Regions from separate parts of the Mus musculus genome. Here region 1 is linked to region 2. Evidence: chromatin contacts called from public Hi-C data. All regions are on one chromosome and are shown on one strand. Each heading gives the region's core, a stretch centred on a gene start, on an enhancer-like site or on the middle of the called end of the contact. The rest is flanking DNA. Distances are from core to core; before and after follow the strand shown. Region 1 overlaps Atp6v1b2 (ATPase, H+ transporting, lysosomal V1 subunit B2). Region 2 overlaps Slc18a1 (solute carrier family 18 (vesicular monoamine), member 1).

Region 1 (3,843 bases), core at 177-2,676, 65 kb after region 2:
TGGTTTTTTTATATTTATAAGATGGCCAGAAGTCCTTAGTTTCTTTTTCCTTGTTCTTTGTTTTAAACATCCTTTTTACACATAAAGGTCCTCAGCTCCTTGGGATGTTTGACCCTGCAAGCAGGACCTTTGGTCTAGTTAGTGTCCCTGACCTAAATATCTTTTACCCTTCTACTTGATTCTCTTTTTTTGGTAGGTATTTGAAGGGACATCTGGTATAGACGCCAAGAAAACATCCTGTGAGTTTACTGGAGATATTCTCCGAACACCAGTGTCTGAGGATATGCTTGGTAAGTGACTATCACTCTTCGTTCCGTACACAGATCTGTTTCCTTTTAAACATATTTATTTAAAATCTAGAAACATACAAGCACAGATTGGGAAGTATGGGTTTACTCTGTTCTGTCTTGTTGCTGTTGTATAGGTCGAGTATTCAACGGATCAGGAAAACCCATTGACCGAGGCCCTGTGGTGCTGGCTGAAGACTTCCTTGACATCATGGGTAGGGGCAGTAGATGGGTGTCAGTGTTGGGGAAACTAACTCTGTCTACTGGCAGCCTTACCGGAGAGAGAATAGTTATGGTAACATTGAAAGGAGATAGATAAATACAGAGAAATTCTTTGTTTGAGTTCTGACCTTTTAATTATTTGTTTGTATCCATGACCAATGTGCAGACATACTAACATTTTTCCCTTTTTGGAATACATCAGGTCAGCCAATCAACCCTCAGTGTCGGATCTATCCAGAAGAGATGATTCAGACGGGCATTTCCGCCATCGATGGCATGAACAGTATTGCTAGGGGACAGAAAATCCCCATCTTTTCTGCTGCTGGATTACCACACAACGAGGTGAGGGCAGATGGACTTGTCGTGCCGTGTGTAGTCACGGGGGGAATACACACATCAGCTTACCTACCACGGACTTGATGTTTTAATTCAGGCTACTAATTAAAGTATTCAAGAGAGAAGAATAAATTACTTTGTTGTCAGGATATGATTTTTAGTTTTCATCCTTAACAGATTGCAGCTCAGATCTGTCGCCAGGCTGGTTTGGTAAAGAAATCCAAAGATGTAGTGGACTATAGTGAAGAAAATTTTGCCATTGTGTTTGCTGCTATGGGAGTAAGTATGGTATTATGTTTGGGAATAACATAAAATTAACTGTTGTTAGAAAGAGGTGATAAACTATACAAAATCAACTTTATTCTTAGATAGAAACTCTGTATCTTGGCATTTTAGCAAAACTTAGGAGTCAGATTTAGCATGTAGCTGAAACCTAATAAGACTTTGCATGCCAAAGTGCTTTACTCTGACTTGCACTTAAAAAAGAAAAAAATGGAGGCTTGAAACGTACATATGTATGTGGTTATATTAAAGGCAGGTTCATGGGGAAGCTGCCCTCTGGGAATTCACTGGCCCCAAGAATTAAGGCCAGGGGAGTCCCCATGGGGAGGGGAGGGAGAGAAAGAGGAAGGTTTGTGCACACATGCAGAGAAAGAAGAGGAGGAGGAAAGAAAAAAGAGGAAGAGAGCTTGACTGTTTAAAACAGAATAATTTAGATTTATAGCTTGGCCTTCCTCAGAAATAGATGCTGAGAATGTTCTTTTGCATTGCACTGATGACGTCACTGATACTTAGGTAAACATGGAAACAGCCCGGTTCTTTAAATCTGACTTTGAAGAAAATGGCTCAATGGACAATGTCTGCCTTTTTTTGAATCTGGCTAATGACCCAACGTAAGTAAAACTTGTTTCTCTCTGAGTTACTGCCTACAGAGGCATCTTTAAAGTAATTTTGTTTTCCTCTCCTCTGTGAACTAAGAGTGTCAAAAGGAAAATGCTGCTGTCGCAGCCTTGTTTTGGTTGTGGCTTTTGAGTGACCTGGGACGTGTGTTCCCTTTCAGCATTGAGCGGATCATCACTCCTCGCCTGGCTCTGACCACGGCCGAGTTTCTGGCATATCAGTGTGAGAAGCACGTGCTGGTGATCCTGACGGACATGAGCTCCTACGCTGAAGCGCTGCGAGAGGTAACTCTTCCCTTCTTTTTTTCCTTCTTTTCTCAAACAAAATGTGTCAAGTAGGGTCATCTTGATCTTTTGTAAGTTTCTGTTTTTCTTTAATCATAAAAGAGATAGTACAAGGCTGGGTGTGGTGGCACACGCCTTTAATCCCAGCCCTTGGGAGGCAGAGGCAGGAGGATTTCGGAGTTCGAGGACAGCCTGGTCTACAAAGTGAGTTCCAGGACAGCCAGGGCTACACAGAGAAAACCTGTCTCGGGAAAAAAACAAAACAAAACAAAACAAAACACCCAGATAGTACAATTTTTTTTGTCTCTGTCAACTTGGAAATAGTAGAGAGTGAGATTAAAATTAGTAACTGTCACTGTCTCTCTCAAGGGCTGAAGAAGTAAGAAAGCACCACAAGCGGATGGTAGTGTTTCATTCCCAAGAACTTCTGACCATACTGTGTGTTAACCCTGTGTACATTTGTGTGTGTGTGTGTGTGTGTGTGTGTGTGTGTGTGTGTGTGTGTGTGTGTGTTTATGTGCTCACGGAGGCCAGAAGGGGGCACCGATTGCCTGGAAGTGGGTGGCTGTGAGGATCCCAGTGTGGGTGCTTGAAACCAAACCCAGGAACTCAGCCAACACTCTTAGCCTGCTAAGCCTGTTAACTCTTGAGTGCACAAAAAGACTGAGGAAACCTGCTCTCTAATGACCTGTATTTTAAAGTCCCCAAGATCATTACCACATTGTCACAGTGTTTACGTTGACTCTGAAAGACTGGAGTCTTGTCTTCATTGAAGCAGATCCATACCTTTGTTAACGAAAAAAAATGAGCTAAGAGAAAGATTTTTGTTTGTTGGGATCAAAGGCGTGCGCCACCACTCCTGGCAAACCTAGGTTTACTTCATGTTAGATTCATTAGCATCCAAGTGTTCTTAGAGATTGCTATGACAGTTCTATTGTGCATCGATGAACACAGGTCTGTGGCTCACACTTTGAGTAGCAGTGCAAGAATCCTACATTGGCAATCCTCTTAGGTTCTTGTGATGGTAGAGCTATGCAAGTACCTATTCTTCTATGCATGTCTCTGAGGAAGACCTTTAATTATATTTTGTGTGGTGGGGTAGAGTCCTGGCTCTCTGATCAGGTGCGTATGTAGCCCAGGCTGGCCTTGAAATCTTACTGTGTAGCTGAGATTGACCTTAAACTTCTATCTCCTGCCTCTCCGAAGTGTTGGGATTCTCAGTCTATGCCGCTGGGTTCTGCCTCTTTGCTCTTGGGAAGCTTACCTGAGGCTCGGTTCTGGCTGCAAATTTTAGATAAACTTTCTTGTTTGGCTGTTGTGAAGATCTGACTGACTGATGTGTGAGTGTAACAAGTGATGGGTTTTTGGTTTGTGCTCCTCATTTTGACCTTATTGGGACTGTTTTACGTAAAAATGGATTGATTTGCAACATGACATAGTTAATGAATTGAAAATTTAGGCTTTGGAATTAACTCTACTTGACTGGGTCTCAGTGTGGTCCAAGCTATCTTTGAACTTCTGTTGAGACCTTGAGGCTTCCCAGGCTACATGTACACCGACTTAGCCACAAGTTCATGTTTAAGACCTCCTGCCTTAGCCTTCCCATGCTGGGATTACAGGTGTATACCACCATACCCAACTAAATTACTTTCACAGAATTTATTTATCCATAGTATTTATTATTGTCGCCCATTTTTATTTTACTTATTCACTTATTTATTTTTAAACACAGAAGTAAGCCTTATAAAAAGAGCAGAATGTTTTTGTGTCCCTAAACTTCAAAGATTACTACCCATTCAGAGCTGAGAAATGTA
Region 2 (4,326 bases), core at 666-3,165:
TTTGAAGTTCTCCTGCCTTCTTGGTTTGACTGTCATTGGGAGTTCTTTGTGTTGCCTCCTTTCATGAGAAGAAAACCTATATCTCAGATCATGTGCTACTTGGAACAACTGATGCTTTTACAGAGAAATCCTTGAGTTTCATTTTCACTGGATTTGACATGGTCATTTTTTGAAGATCATCATAAGCTACCAATATTTGATTCGTACCATACAGTCTTTTCATGTTGCTTACAGGGTCAGTAATAAAGACTAAGTTTGTCCTTGATAACGTCTAGTAAATTCTCCTTTTGTTTTGAAACACACTTTAACAGTTTCTGTAACAAGTTCAACTTGTTTTAAATTTTGTTTTACTGTTTCTTTTTATTTACGTATGTATTTGTTTATTTATTTTATGTAAGCCCACTGTTGCTGTCTTCAGACACACCAGAAGAGGACATTAGATCTCATTACAGATGGTTGTGAGTCACCATGTGGTTACTGGGAATTAAGCTCAGAACCTCTGGAAGAGCAGTCAGTGCTTTTAACCACTGAGCCATCTCTCCAGCCTCCTGAAAGCTTAACTTTTATTATAAATCCCACCCACATGGATGTGGTCCCTCCCTTCTGCTTTTAAACTCTTGTGGCCTACATTCAGTCTCTCCCTCCCTCCTCTTTATTTCAGCCCCCCCCCCACACACACACACACATACACAAGCTTTTCTTAGGAGCTATGGCTTAGACATTCAGGTAAATCCTTTGCTAATTTTACCTTGAGGCTCCTTTAAGACATGAAAAACATGTCATATGCACTAAATGATACAAGTTTATCTGGTTCTACAAATCAAAAAGTCTACATTAGAACGAAACTCCCCAAAACCTATCCACCAATCAGATATTCTCTGTCCAAGTGACACAGATTCATTAAGTCAGCCAAAATGTGTTCTATTGAATCAGAGTTTGTCCTGAAGCTATCCAACTCCCAGGGAAGAACACAGTAATCCAGGAGTCACTCCAGAAAAAGAATGCACACCCCTTTCTGAAATCAGGATACCTCCACAGCATTCTTTCTCCACCTCCATCTCTCCTGCTATCCCCCAACCAGACCTGAGCATCCATGACTCCCTGGACATGAACAGCATATACTATCTTGAGTTGTTCATAAATTTTATTGTTTGCTGAGAAAAATGAGAAGCTACTTAGAATGAATGCCATATTTCCCAAATTGGAGACTCTATCATCCAATAACCATTTCAAAAATGTAGCCAAATGTCACATGATGTACAACACCCACTGTATTTTCCCACACTCTCTCTCCTGCTACAAAACCATCTGGTTCTTCATGTCTGAATTGGCTAATTGACTTACTCATTGACACGTGTGAACAATGAACGCCTTGTTCTGCTTCTTCTACTAGGAAATACACGTTTGGGGGAAATTTCAAGTTTCTTTTTGCTTCATGCAGGGAACCCTTGAGTCTAATGCAATGTTGTTTATTTGGGGTTTCTGTTGTTGTTTCATTGGCTTGTTTGTTTGTTTGTTTGTTTGTTTTTCTGTACTTCAACCACTTTTATTTATAAGAGTTTAAGAGGTTGGGGAAAGCTAGAAACATACATGAGAAATCATCAGAGCAGACATAACACAGACCTAGGAAAAGTGCTTATTTCCCTTTGATTGGATGATGAGGAAAGCCAGAAGGCTTCATTTGATGAAGTTAAAGTAATTTTAGCACATAAAATAAGAAAGAAAAAAAAAAACAACAACCTACATATGGAAGCTCACCTGGAAAAAATAAGGGGAAAATATATCACAGGAGACAGGTCAAATTTTAAGACATATTGGTAATATGTTAGACAAAATCAGAGAAGAAAGGAAGGCTTGCCATTTGTAGCCCTGGTTTCACAGGCACGTTGTTCAGCACTGCCTGCAGGAAGTGAGTCACCCCTTGCAGAACTTGTCTCAACTCAGCTTTAATCAGCTTCGCTTTGGCCTGGCAGGAAGTAGCACTGTCCTCCCACAAAAAATGGGCCACTGGTGGTGTCAAAGCACATTGGGAGAGTGGTGGGTTGTACTTACAGGTGAGTAAGAACAAGCTATCAATAAGAAGGAAGGAAGGGAGTTGCCCAGAGGAGAGGAAAGTGAGACCCATTGAATCTGTGATGATCTGGTCCCCTGGGACACTGAGATTCACGCCTCATGGGGTCACCTGGAATGAGGCCCAGATATCACCCTCTACAGCTACTCCTCACTGCCAGGATCATCGCTGTTCTCTCCCAGTGGAAACTCCTTCGTGGGCCTCTGGATTGTGTACATCTGGGTCTCTGTGGGGCATTCCTGGTTCAGAATTGCCTAGAGCAAGAGGTAAATATAGAGATTACTGCACATCATAGGCCATCCTGTTTCTTGTCCATGCTAGCATATCCAAGCTTAGTGTTACTTAGAACAACTCACGATGGAAGTATAGCACCCTCTTTCTGCCTCATGTGTAGGCTCAGGCCTTCCAAGGTACCTGGGCATATCAAGCCTAGCCAGGGCAAACATCTGGTATGCTTGTGCTTGAACCCTAGCATCAGTAGGTGTAAGGCACAGCAAAAAAAAAAAAAGTGGCTGAAATAGACACTCTTCCCATAGACCTTCCTGCCTACTTCCATTCCTGTGAGCAGCTTTTCCATCCATCCTGAATCCATGAGGCACCTAGGGATGCTGGGGTGTTCATGCCACAAGAAGAGCAAAGTATATTAATTAATTAAGTCATACACATAAAGTGTGCAGAATCTTTTACCTGGCAACTAATTTTGAACTTTAAAGTCAAGGCCTCAGCTGAGAGATGGATCAATAGGAATGAGGACTTACCCTGCAAGCCTAAGGACTGATCCTGAGCCCCCAACACCCATATAAAAGAGTGTTTTGTTCATGGTCACATGCCTGTAATCCTAGTACTGGTGGGTAGAGATGGGCAGGGCTTGGGAGCTCACTGGCCAGGCAGCCCAGACTACGGGGAGCTTCTAGTACACAATGGAACAAGGCAGAGAAAAATTTAAAAAGCCAACATTCTCTGCACTGACTTGTACGCACCATACACAAAACGAATGAAGATAGTCTCATTTTTCATTTCTTTTTCTTTTTTGTTTAGTTTAGTTTTGGTTTGTTTTTATGAGTAGGTTCTATTCACGGCAGGCTGACCTTTAATTCAATATGTAGCTGAGGATTTCACTGAACATCTTCTTCTTCTTTTTTTTTTTTTTTTTTTTTTTTTTTGGTTTTTCGAGACAGGGTTTCTCTGTGTAGCCCTGGCTGTCCTGGAACTCACTTTGTAGACCAGGCTGGCCTTGAACTCAGAAATCCGCCTGCCTCTGCCTCCCAAGTGCTGGGATTAAAGGCGTGTGCCACCACCGCCCAGATACATTGAACTTCTATACTACCCCGTGTCTCAAATGCTGGGATTTCTGAAGTGTCTCACCACTCCTGCTCCTCGTTTCCCTTCTTTACTTAAGATCCTGATGATAGGGGACTTGGTTGTTTAGAGAAAGAAAGGTAGAAGACAAGGGTAAGTGTGTTAGGAAGAACAGTAAAGCTACAAAGCAGAGAAATGAGCGGCAGAGAGGAAATGAGCTCAAGGTGAAGGGTCAGGAGACCCACATGGAGGAACAGACATGTATTCTAGTTACTACACAGGTGCCTTACAAGCTCCTCCTCCTTAGCTGGTGGGTTCTGCAGGAAGCAGCAGAGAGGGGCATAGATGATGTTGATAGTTCCAATGATGACCATGAGCCAAGGGAAGCCGATGACCGGTACAATAACACCCCCGGTAGATGGGCCTGTGGAAAAATAAATCAAATTCCAAGTGTCACCTGTAAAACACTATCCTAGGGACAGTGGGTAACCACAGAGGCTGGGGCAGATTCCACTATCTCCAGATCCCTAAGAGAATGAAGCCTCTGGTCCCACAATCAGGTAAACTACAGTGGAGAGGGGAGACTGCATCACTCAGGCCTGGGAGCTCTCATCTAACCCAACCAACATACCAATAGCAAAGCCCACACAAAAAGCCACATCAGCGATGGCATAGACACTCCCATACACAGAGGTATGGCGTAAGTCCACCAGGTATCCCATGATGGGCATCAGAGAGGAATCCACCATGCCTGTGGTCAAAACAAACAGGATGCTGTTAGTCAGCTTACCCATAGCATCTCCCTCCACTCTGCCCCCATCTAGTCTACTCTCTGGGCCTGCTGTCTCCACACTCAGCACCAAGAGAGGACCAGGTAGGAACCATGAGCCCACTCTGCAGATCTGCCAGCTTCTCTCCCATCCCTGCCTTTCCACCTGCTTCTTCTGATGGGAAAA

Evidence for each region. Hi-C and Micro-C count contacts between places; a contact is called where the count stands out from the background.
Region 1: a Hi-C map of bone marrow-derived macrophages shows a contact between it and region 2, with 3 times the contacts expected there. The contact joins two enhancer-like sites. A contact is called at or near these places in 7 of 39 promoter capture datasets (the 3T3-L1 cell line, the C10 cell line, embryonic stem cells and 2 more), 11 of 484 Hi-C or Micro-C datasets (3T3-L1-derived adipocytes, the G1E-ER4 cell line, the N1E-115 cell line and 6 more) and 7 of 115 datasets of contacts at active chromatin or transcription factors (bone marrow-derived dendritic cells, bone marrow-derived macrophages, embryonic stem cells and 3 more).

The regions. Positions count from the first base shown.
Region 1 is chr8:69,101,740-69,105,582 of GRCm38.p6, forward strand. Atp6v1b2 (ATPase, H+ transporting, lysosomal V1 subunit B2) reads left to right here. Exons shown (of 14, transcript NM_007509.3): 4 at 197-290; 5 at 425-502; 6 at 712-851; 7 at 1,023-1,124; 8 at 1,641-1,738; 9 at 1,906-2,029. Among named protein-coding and RNA genes, the nearest start is that of Slc18a1, 14 kb to the left of the region's middle. Within about 2 kb of position 1,427, at least 11 of the 459 cell types and tissues checked have an H3K27ac peak or open chromatin away from gene starts, as enhancers often do. A contact at or near this core is called in bone marrow-derived macrophages, where this site is marked.
Region 2 is chr8:69,036,581-69,040,906 of GRCm38.p6, forward strand. It overlaps Slc18a1 (solute carrier family 18 (vesicular monoamine), member 1), which reads right to left. Exons shown (of 17, transcript NM_153054.2): 15 at 4,002-4,121; 16 at 3,661-3,794; 17 at 1,128-2,325. The coding sequence ends at 2,215. Among named protein-coding and RNA genes, the nearest start is that of Gm33103, 36 kb to the left of the region's middle. Within about 2 kb of position 1,916, at least 91 of the 459 cell types and tissues checked have an H3K27ac peak or open chromatin away from gene starts, as enhancers often do. A contact at or near this core is called in bone marrow-derived macrophages, where this site is marked.